2 separate regions of the Zea mays genome follow, and region 2 is linked to region 1. Evidence: chromatin contacts called from public Hi-C data. All regions are on one chromosome and are shown on one strand. The core of a region is the stretch at or near the end of the contact, and the rest is flanking DNA. Distances in the headings are between cores, read along the strand shown. Region 1 holds the start of LOC103629130. Region 2 holds the start of LOC103629127 (Methyl-CpG-binding domain protein 4-like protein).

The links. A called contact is a pair of places that touch in the nucleus more often than the background predicts.
Region 2: a Hi-C map of ear shows a contact between it and region 1, with 2.8 times the contacts expected there. The contact joins the promoter of LOC103629127 here to the promoter of LOC103629130 in region 1. A contact is called at or near these places in 3 of 25 Hi-C or Micro-C datasets (ear, root tip and tassel).

The regions. Positions count from the first base shown.
Region 1 is chr6:24,261,081-24,266,762 of Zm-B73-REFERENCE-NAM-5.0, reverse strand. It overlaps LOC103629130, which reads left to right and starts at 2,045. Exons shown (of 6, transcript XM_020539754.2): 1 at 2,045-2,912; 2 at 4,498-4,716; 3 at 4,837-4,905; 4 at 4,990-5,100; 5 at 5,478-5,564. The coding sequence starts at 2,154.
Region 2 is chr6:24,868,864-24,874,513 of Zm-B73-REFERENCE-NAM-5.0, reverse strand. It overlaps LOC103629127 (Methyl-CpG-binding domain protein 4-like protein), which reads left to right and starts at 3,169. Exons shown (of 4, transcript XM_008650318.3): 1 at 3,169-5,650. The coding sequence starts at 3,383.

The DNA.
Region 1 (5,682 bases), core at 796-3,295:
ATCTTGCGCGAGAACCCTGTTTACGTCACTACACACCCCCGTTGGACCCCCTTGCGGCAGAGAGCAAGTTCCAACACACCCTGGTCTGGTGCACCGGACTGTCCTGTGCACCAGGACCGTACAATTCCAAACTCTTGAGCTTCGGGTTTCTCAGACGCCGCTCTGCTATAATTCACCGGACTGTCCGATGTGCCACCGGACTTTCCGGTGTGCCAGCGGAGCAACGACTCTTCGGCGCAACGGTCGACTGCATAGTGCCCCTGACACGCTATAGTTCGTGGCAGAAGTCAGAGCAGAGGTCAGAGGCGCACCGAACAGTGAACAATGCATGTCCGGTGCGGCACCGGACTGTCCGGTGCGGCACCGGACTGTCCGGTGCCACCAGAAGTCAGTGCTCTAACAGTCGAAACCGTCAGAACCCTAACAGTTGGGTGACGTGGCTGGCGCACCGGACTGTCCGGTGCGCCCATCGACAGCAGCCACCCCCAACTGTTGAATTGGTGGTTGAGGGCTATAAATACCCCCAACCACCCCCACTCCAACAATCCAAGCATTCACAACACCTCATTCAATACAAGAGCAAAGTGCAACACTCCAAGACACAAATCAAAGCCGCCGATCCAATCAAAGTCCCTAATTCAATTCTAAGTGCTTTAGGACCTGTGAGAGGATCGTTCTCGTGTTTCTTTGTTGCTCTAGTTGCGTGGTTGGCTTTTTTTTCTCTCATTCTTATTCTCAAAGCCTTGTAAGCAAAGCAAGAGATACCAATCGTGTGGTGGTCCTTGCGGGGTCTAAGTGACCCGAGAAATCAAGGAAGAAAGCTCACTAGGTCTAAGTGACCATTTGAGAGAGGGAAAGAGTTGAAAGAGGCCCGGTCTTTGTGACCACCTCAACGGGGACTAGGTTCTTTGGAACCGAACCTCGGTAAAACAAATCACCGTGTCATCTGCTTTATTTTCTTGGTTAATTTGTTTTTCCTCTCTCCCGGACTTGATATTTGTTCTAACGCTAATCCCGGCTTATAGTGTGTTTAAAGTTGTAAATTTCAGTTTCCGTCTATTTACCCCCTCTCTAGACGACTTTCAGTCCTCTTATGCATCTCAGTCTCAAATAGAGATGTCAATGGAGAATTCTCCAGCGGGGATTAACTCCCCAGACCCGTACCCATGAACGTAGACCCGCCCCCATCCCCGAACCCGAACCCGACCACGGGTACGAAAATCCTCCCATACCCATCCCCGACCGGGTACTAAATACCCATGAGTATCTATACCCGACCCGATTATTCAAAAATTCAGAAGTTTAGGTTTTTTTTACTTTGTTGGTTGTTGGCTCGGTGGCTTGGTGCTTCTTTTCCACAGGCCCATACGACCATACTTGGTCGGTAGCCCACCAGGCGTCCAGGCCACAAGTAACTGCTCACTGGATTGCTGGATGGTGGACTAAAAATCCTAGATGCTAGATTGTTCCGGTTCTAGGTATTTTTCCCCATGGGTAATCGGGTTTGGGTTTAGCCCTCCCAAACCCGAACCCGCCATACCCGATGGATAAGGAATTTATTCCAAATCTATACCCACGGAGATTTGTTTTAACCCATACCCTAACCCTAATAGAGGAATTCCCCACGGGTAATCGGGTTTCGGGGCCCATTGACATCTCTAGTCTCAAACACTAACTGATCCACATGTGGATGCTTGATCTTAGTTAGCCAGTTTGGACCTATGTCTATATAGGCTTATGTGACTGTAACTCTGTTAAAATTGTGAACAATATTTGTGATCTATGTATAAGAACACTAAATAAGCTAGGTTGTACTTTTTTTTTCTATCTAGAGTTTTCTTATAAGAGTGATTTTTTTAACTTAGATAGATTTTTAACGAGATATCCATTGAACTAAATAGCTTATTATTAGTTTTTTTTCAATGTTTCAACTAGTTCTGGTGAATGTCTGTGTATTGATTGTGGTGTACGGCACGGTCTATGCCGAGAACAAACCATTTGGCCTTTTATATCCTGAGTCCGACCGACCCCTCGTTTCCCAATCTCACTCTTCCTCCCTCCTGCCTGAAAAAATCAGATCCCGCGCTTCGCAGCGGAGTGCGTGCCAATCCAGCTTCCATCTCCCGCCTCCCCCACGCCCCCGGCCCCCCATCATGGCGTCCTCGTCGCCTCAACTCAAGGAACCGTCGTCCGCGGTGAAGCGGGCGTCGACGGGCCCGACGGCGCTGCCCGAGCGCAACAAGAGGAAGACGTCGCCCTCGCTCCCCGAGGCCTCGGGTGCCACACAGCAGCCGGCCAAGCGGAAGCCGCCGTTGTTCCAGCGCGCGTGGTCCCCCGGCGACGAGGTCCGGATCCTGGAGGCCCTCGCCACGTACCGCCGTGAACATGGCGGCCGCCTGCCAACGCCGGTTGAGCTATTCGGCGCGCTCGATGGCAGCCTCGAGAAGGAAGGCGTCGGAGCAAAGGAGCTCGCCATCAAGCAGCGCAGCCTCAAGCGCCGCTACGACCGGGACGTTATGAAGAATGCTCCGCCCGCCGATAAACACGAACGCCGCCTCTACCTCCTCTCCAAGCACGTATGGGGACGCGTTCCGCCAACCAGACCACCGGTTGCCAAGGTCCGAAGTGCTACTCAAGCGAAGTGCGCCGGCGCCCAAGCAAGCAACGCCGCTGCCCAAGCCCAAGCGAAGAGCGCCGACCGCCAGTCCGGCAAGGAGGCGCTGAAGCCCAAGGCCAAGACTTTGGATGAGATGCGCGAGCTGTATCCTTACCTGGTTGATGAGGCCACGATCCTTGTCGAACCGGCGGTGCTGGAGAGAGTGCTCCTCAACATTGAAGACATCGACGCCCAGGTGTTGGACAAGAAGATCAGGAAGGCGAGGAAGCAGCTCGCCGGTGCCATCACGGAATCGGTGAATTTAACCACATTGTCCTCAATTAATTAATTATTAAAACTTAGTCACGTTACGCAAAGATAGATTTCTGGTCTTTGTTTAATGATGATTGTGCTTAGAAAATAGTGAAAGCTTTTCTCGGTTCCCAGGTGGGGTACGGGAATGGATAAAATTTAGCTGATTAAGTTGTCTCAAGGTACTGACTAGACCTGCAACATATTTCAATAGTCCCAAATTTCTGTTCTATAGCACTGGAAGGGTACAGCTGAGCAAAAAACACAACTAAGGGTATAGGTGAGCACACCACCTATACCCTCAGCTTGCCGTTGCAAAATAAAATGCACAATAAAAGTTCCCACTGAAGGAAAGAAACTAAAAGGAGAGTGCACATGAGTTATTTATAAACCAAAAATTATTCTTTGATAGGCACTAAGTATCTCTGTCACCCCTCATGAGACAATAAATACACCCAAATTTCCTTGAAAACACTTAATGATTGTGCTTATAAAAATATAAGCTTTTCTCGGTTCCCAGGAGGGCTATGGGAATGGCTAAAATTTACCTGATTAGGTTGTCTCAAGGTATTGACTAGATCCGCAACATATGTTCCACTAGTACCAAATTACTGTGAAATAAAAACGTGGTAGCTAATTCAGCCCGTTGTTCCAGAATACAGAATTAGAGTTTCCACTGTGGGAAAGAGACTAAAAGGAGAGTGCACATGGGTCATTTATAAACTAACTAATGATATTTGTTGTTTGGAAGGCACTAATTATCTCTGCCACCTCCACAAGATGATAAATACATGAAAATTTCCTTGAATGCAAATTGTATCTTTTTTCCCTGTATGCTAGCTGTTTTCATGTGCTATGATATCAGAATTTTGTATGCTGGTACATGTTTCTTTACATTTGTGTGATGCTTGTTCATGCCTCAAACTCAAAATATTGTCTTAGGGGTACATGCACGATGTGCCAAGTTCTAAGTGTTGGTGCTAATGCACTTTTTACTACCATTAGTGAAGGCTGTATCAATGGCAGGAGGTGCTTGGTCATATGCATGTCATTCACAAGCTCTGCGGTGTTTTCCCAAAGTGCAATTCCGCTTGTGGCAAGATAACAGTTGTATGACACATGAAAAATGTTTGTACAAGAATGGTTTCGGAATATACTGAAACAGGAATCACTGCTTAAAGTTTCCTTGGGTAGTGTTTTTGCGCCAATAGTATTTTTTTACTTATATTGTATAAATTTACCACTCATGTATTATTCTTCTACGAGCAGGATAAAATATGAAACACTAACTTCTCAGGATATGTTTGTTTTTGTCCCAAATGGTTTTGAAATAATCAGACTACTGTATGCATGTCAGTGCCAGGATTTGATATGCTCGTTAACCAATTGCATCCTATGGATATGAAATAATAAAATCACTAACTCCTTATAACTAAATACTGTTTATTATATTTATTGAGTTTATTACATGCTTTGTTTGATTAATTGATTTACAGTAAGCAACACACATTGTAAACTATTAGTCTTCCATAATCTTGTTCGATTATCAGTCTTTTTAAGCTAATGAATGTACCTTGATGCCAATGTAGGCAAGGATTAACAACATGGAAATGCCTACAATATTTCTGTTTACATCCAGCAAGCTTCAACCAGAAAAGTTAAGAGTGGAAAATGACAATAATCTTTTGGTTGATCATTTGGAGAAAATGGATGATGTGGATATTTGTGCTAAACAACGATTGGCAAGAGTGGAACATGAAGTAATGGAGTTGAGACAGACTGTAATAGCTTACCAGGCTCAGGCAAAGGTAGAAAGTATACCACGCAATAATATTTCATCAGTAAAGGTTATACTTCTGTTTGCTTATCTGTGATCATCTCTAATGTATATGCAAATTTTTGTTACTTCTGTCCGCTTTTGTCTATAGGGTATAATATGTGAATCAGCCAAGAGTGGTCTTCAATCAATTGTAGCTGAAAATCAGACTCCAGCCAATGTAACTGTCGTACCCCTTTTTTGTTTTTTAGGGCTTGGCTTCACATCATATTTTATTTTTCATATCAAGTTTCTGTTATTGCAGGTACTACAAAAGAAGACAGAAGTACCAAATGGCTTGATCCATAAAAAGAATGCGGCGGTTACATCAAAATATTATTGTGCCGTTCCCCACAATGTTCCTCCCAATAAGCCGGTATTCTTTCTTATCTTACATTTCCATGTTGACATCTAGGGAAAGTCATCAATTTGGTGAGAAGTAAAGAAGTCTTTGGTTTTAACACTAACCCTTAATAATTCCAAGTCTAAACTCAATGTTATAATATGACTCGGGGACATCCGTCTTTGTTTTGTAAAAGATACTTTTTTTTTAAAATTAAATCTTTTAGGAGTGCAATACAAAAAATTATAGGTTATATCCTCAACATCTCCATTTTTTTTTGCAAAGGCATAGCCATTTTGGCGCTGAAGACCAAAGCAACAATTACTTTTTTACCAAAGTAATTGTTCCCACTAGGTAAATTCTCCGCCTTTAGTAGTGGAATTTGTCATCTCTTGATCAATGTGTAACAGAAAATGCAAGGGGTGATGTTGCCACCATTTAAGGTGTTTCCTGGTATGCCTAGGAAGATTGACAAAAGTCCAACTCCAAGCAAAGCGGTCAGCATCCTCTTTTTTTGTTATATTATTTCTTTTTCGCATATCTAAATTTACTAAACTTACATAATTCATGGTTTACTTTTGTATAGAAGGAAATGAACATTATGGTGTTTTACAC
Region 2 (5,650 bases), core at 1,920-4,419, 610 kb before region 1:
GGGTTGATTGCAACCCTCGTCCGTTGGGACGCCACAACGTGGAGTAGGCAAGTTTTGTACTTGGCCGAACCACGGGATAAACCACTGTGTCTATCTGTGTTGATCCTCTTGTGGTTGTTGTGTTTTGCAAGAACTCCTCTCTAGCCACTTGGCTTTATTGTGCTAACATCTAATCAAGTTTTATGGCATTAAGTTTTCAAGTTTCACAAGATCACCTATTCACCCCCCCTCTAGGTGCTCTCAACCGCCACCGAAGTGTCTTCACCAGTCGGCGCGGAGGCCTCCACGGGGCCCTCGCCAACATCAGTCGGCGGTGCCGGCTGCTCCTCAATCCCTGCCCTCGCATCCACCACCAGCGACACTATGCTCTCTAGGTCCCCAAGGTCGTCGACCTCCTCATCATGCGCCATCTACAAAAATAGCAACACATTCAACAAAAAAACGACATACATATACATACACATATAATAAAAATCTGTACCTGCTCCATCGCCCGGTCAGACCTTTCCCGGACAATATCACAGCCATGAGGGCCCCACATCCTATCATAAAGCGCCCCAGCGGATCACTTTAGCACCGGGTCTTCAACCTGGAAGATTCCGCGTTCGTAGTCTTCGTCCGATCGGTCAAAGACTTCGAAGTGCTTGCATCCCTCACGGGACAAGGCATTCACGGCCCCTTCACAGGTGACAAGCGAGACGAAGGACATGAGACTCGTCACAATCGTCGGCAGCACCTCCAGCTCCTCTTGCAACCATCTGAGAAAACGGAGGCCCACTTCTTTACCAGACACATCAAAGGGGGCGGTACGCGCACCAAGCTGCCGGTACGCATCCACTAGCAATGCATGCGCTCAATCGACCTCTGTGCGGGTAGAGGCCTCCGCTTTGTCCAGACAGCTGCGCAGGCTATTGTGGTTTGCCTCCGCCTCCGCCGCGCGTTGGATGGCGAGGTTATAGAGCGGAGGATCTACATGCGCGCGTCACCGGAGTCGCCAAGTCACCAGTAGCTCGCGCGTCCTAGCTAGCTCCGAGCTTCGATGGCGACGACGTGATAGTGCTGAGGAGTGAGGAATGAGTAGGGAAGAAGAGGATTTTAGGGTTACACTAGGAGTTAGACTACTATAGTTATATATGGGCCGTCAGATATGTTGTTGGGCCAGCCGGCCAGGCCTAGCTGATGGACACGGTAAGGTGCAAGTTTATGTTGGTCCAACGGACCGGCCTGCGGGTTTAAATTTTGGTCCGAGCCCGATCTGAATTTTACATGGGGTTAAAAAACGTGGCTCAAACCTGCGCGACACACTGACCCGACCTGTCTGGGTCGAGTTTTTTTGGGCGGTTAGGGCCGGGTTGACCGGATCGGTAGCCCCTCAGGTCTATTGTCGGGGACGATGTCTTTTTAAGCTGTGTCTTGTTCTTTAGGGTGGGCGATCCTTGCTTGCGTGTCATGTGGTTTATTGATCGGGAGTGTTGGCTGACTGACTTCTCTTTTATTCCAAAAAATAAGAGGCGCATTTGGAATATGGAGCTTGCATGTGCGGGTCACTGTGCGTTTGATTGCGGGACACCAATGATAAGACCGTCCGTTGGCGTCCTCTATCGTCCCTCTAATTTTGAGGGACAATTAGGACAACACTGAATAATTATGTCCCAACCCTTGATACTAAATCAAACAATTTTATTTGAGGGATCGTCCTATCTCATTCTGTTTTATCATTGTAACCAAACACAAGAAATAACTGAATCTCATGGATTAGTTTTATAAATTAATATTCTGTTTGGTGTAGAGGCGCTTTTGTCCCCTTTCGTGCCCTGTGGGTAACAACCAGTAAACGACGCACAATACGGTAACGTAGCTGGGTTTTGTCATTTCAACATGCAATTGGAATTTGTAGGATGTTCTGTTTTTAATGTGTTCTACACTTTGCTCTGCTTGTTCTAAATTTTTGGTTTGTCTAGCATTTTTTTTATCACACGCACATATAATTTCGTTATATTATAAAAGATCCAGTATTCTTTTATCATCGCAGTCGTTAGATTCAACCTTTTTCTAATCGTACGATAGTCATTAAATAGCAGAAACATATAAACTTTGATGGACGGCCAGACGCAGCCGCACACCACCTGGTCACCGTCTTCTGTCAAATAGAACGGAGCCGTTCTGTCGCAGTTTTATTGTTGTTTGATTACAAAGTAACTAGAACATAGTGACTCCAATTAGAAAATATTCTTCTCAGATTTGGAACCATCCCACTCAAAAAATTAATGGAATGAAGCCGCTCCGTTCCGAGCCCGCTCGCACAGCTCGCCCTCTCATCCGTGCGCAGCAGCTCACGTGCCTCCCTCTGCAACCAAACAAAAAACAAAGACATTCTGTTCCAGTTCACTCTGCAACCAAACAAAAAACAGAGCCGCTCCGTTCCAGCTTACCAAACACAGAACAGAGCGACTCCATTCCTAGAATCAGGGATGGAACAGCTCCATTCTACTTGACTCCTCAATCAAACACTACCTTATAGTCCGACACAACCACCTAGATGTCGTTGTCCTCCTATTGAAGTCCACATCTCCACACCCCTATTCTCCATCTGCTCGATCATCGACTCTAGCTCTATGTCGTCGTCCTTGCCATCTCATGACATGACCGACCTGTGGCAGGGGATGAGATTGTCGAGCTCTAGGTGGTCTTGTTGGGTTGCATGGGATTGAAGTAGGTTGGAGAAGATTAAATCACTTTCTATTTAAATTTAGCCAATAAGAGATTCAATCTTCTTTAATCTCATTCAATCCACTTTTAACTAAACAAGCCCTTATAATTCTACCACAAATACATCAGAAAAAGACATATATTTTTTGAACGAGATTATTTTAGAGATTATGTGGCAACATCTTTTAGAAATTGTTCATAAAGGTCTGCCTATCTAAGTTTAAATTCAAATAAAAAATCATACAAATAATTATATTAATATATAATAATGACTCATTTATAGTTGAATAATATTATTATAGTACACAGGGATGTGTTATTTTTTTCTTCACACGCGCGAGTCACGCGTGCACTTCCACTAGTTTGCACAGAAGAGAGAGAGAGAGTGTATCGTCGTCCGTCTTTGCACGAAAAAATGGCAACTGTTTGTATTTAGTGGTGCGAAAGAAATATTTCCCATGTACTATTTTTTTCCATCTAGTCTATTTGTATTACGGTGTGTGTATTTTGGCGGCAACATCAGGGAGTTTCCCGCGAAAAATAATTGTGGCTGTCCTTGCCTTGGCCGCTTGGCTTCCATCTATCTATTCCTCCATTTTCACTGCGTTCGGACCCACATTCGTTCACTTCCCAATACTGGAGTGGATGGTAGAAAGGAGAGAGAGACCACACTATGTCGATCGCTTGGCTTCCATCTACAAATCCCGCCGCCGGCCCGCTGGCGATCGCTGAGGCGGTCCCCATCTCGATCTCCCTTGTCCAGTTCTTTTCGCCGGAGTGCACTATGTCGGCACTGCCGCCGGCAGAGGAATTGGATGCGTCGCATCAGAAGAAGCGGCGGAGGAGGAAAAAGCACAGGGAGCAGGTGGAGGCTATAGCGGCATCCTCGGAGCCTCCTCCACCTCCGGCAAGCCCGGAGTCCAAGCCCAAGTCAACAATTCCAGTCGCTCCCGAAACCCTAACCTCAGCGGCGGTGAGGGAGTCTCCCCGACCTCTGGGAAACCCGGAATCTAAGTCCGAGTCGCCGCTACTAGTCGCTCCCGAAACCCTAGCCTCGGCGGTGATGGCAGCGGCGGCAGTGAGGCTGGTTAAGGAGCGCGAGAGGAAGAATCAGGTGGTGCCACCGGCATCTCCGTTAATGGAGGAGCCCGTGTGGAAGGAGGAAAAGCAGCGTAAGAAAAGGAAACACGTGGGCGCCGCACTGGTGGTTCCATCGCCGCCGACTCCTGATGCGGCCCAAAACTTGCGGATGGAAGCCAAGATGATGGCTGAGGGGGCGACGGTGAGGAAGAAGCAGAGGCGGCTGAAGGCGGGGCAGGAGCAATCCGGCGAGCCACCATTTTCAATTGATGTCCATCCACAAGGAGGGGAAGAAGCTACTGATGATGGTGGCGTTGGCGTCATGGTCACTCAGTGTGTCAAGAGGAGCAAAAGCAAGAACTCCCGGGTTTTGAAGACGCAGCAGACACTGCCCCAAGGTTTTTTCCCTCCCATGGCCAATCCCAATTCCATTGATCAGGACCCCAATTATTCCTCACCTTTTGGTGCATTCTTTGCCCAATTCGCCTACAAACCTGCTAATATCGCTGATCGCCCAGCGAGGCTGCCTCCTCGAGGCCACCCATCATCTGGGTCTTCTCTACTCACTGGAAAAGAGACCTCCAAGGCTGCCTGGACAGCAACCTCAAACACCAAGCAACCATGCCCAGCCTCAGAATCAACCTCAGATTCACAAGAAGAGGCAAGGATCGAAGGGAAAGAAAAGCCTGAGAAGAAGATGACAAGGGAGATGGCAGTGAGGGAGTCTACCCGACATTTGGCAATACTGGAATCCATGTCTGCTTCCTCAGTCCCAGTCGCTCCCGAAACCCCAACCTCGGCGGCGATGACAGCAGCGACAGTGATGCAGGATAAGGAGTGCAAGAGGGAGAATCAGGAGGCACTGCCGGCAGCTCCATTAATTGAGGACCCTGTGCCGAAGGTAGAAAAGAGGCACAAGAAAAGAAAAGTGGCACAAATCACGCAGATGGAAAACAAGGTGATGACAGAGGGTGCGACGGTAAGGAAGAAACATAGGCGGCAGAAGGTGAAGCAGGAGCAATCTGGCCAAACACCATTTCTCAATGATGTCTATTCAAAGGCAGGGGAAGAAGCTGCTGCTGGTGGCGTCATGGGCAGTCAGTGTGTCAAGAGGATCGACCGCAGCAAGAATTCCAAGGTTTTGAAGAAGCAGCAGACACTGCCCCAAGGCTTTTTCCCTCCCATAGCCAATCCCGATTTCATTGATCAGGACCCCAATTATTGTTCTCCTTTTGGTGCATTTTTTGCCCAATTCGCCTACAAACCTGAGCGCCGGCAAGATGGGAATGGTTCGCCACTTCCTAGTACCACTGGTCGCACAGCGAGGCTGCCTCCTCGAGGCCACCCGTTATCTGGGTCTTCTCTGCTTACTGCAAAAGAGGTCTCCAAGGCTGCCCGGACAACAACCTTGAACACCAAGCAACCATGCCCAGCCTCAGAATCAACCTCAGATTCACAAGAAGAGGCAAGGATCGAAGGGAAAGAAAAGCCTGAGAAGAAGATGACAAGGGAGATGGCAGCGAGGGAGTCTCCCCGACATTTGGCAATACTGGAATCCATGTCTGCTTCCTCAGTCCCAGTCGCTCCCGAAACCCTAACCTCGGCGATGACAGCAGCGACAGTGATGCAGGATAAGGAGCGCAAGAGGGAGAATCAGGAGGCGCTGCCGGCAGCTCCATTAATTGAGGACCCTGTGCCGAAGGTAGAAAAGAGGCACAAGAAAAGGAAGGATAGGGAGGCTGCAATGATTATACCATCGGTGCCCACTGCTGCTGTGGCACAAATCACGCAGATGGAAAAGAAGGTGATGACAGAGGGTGCGACGGTAAGGAAGAAACATAGGCGGCGGAAGGTGGAGCAG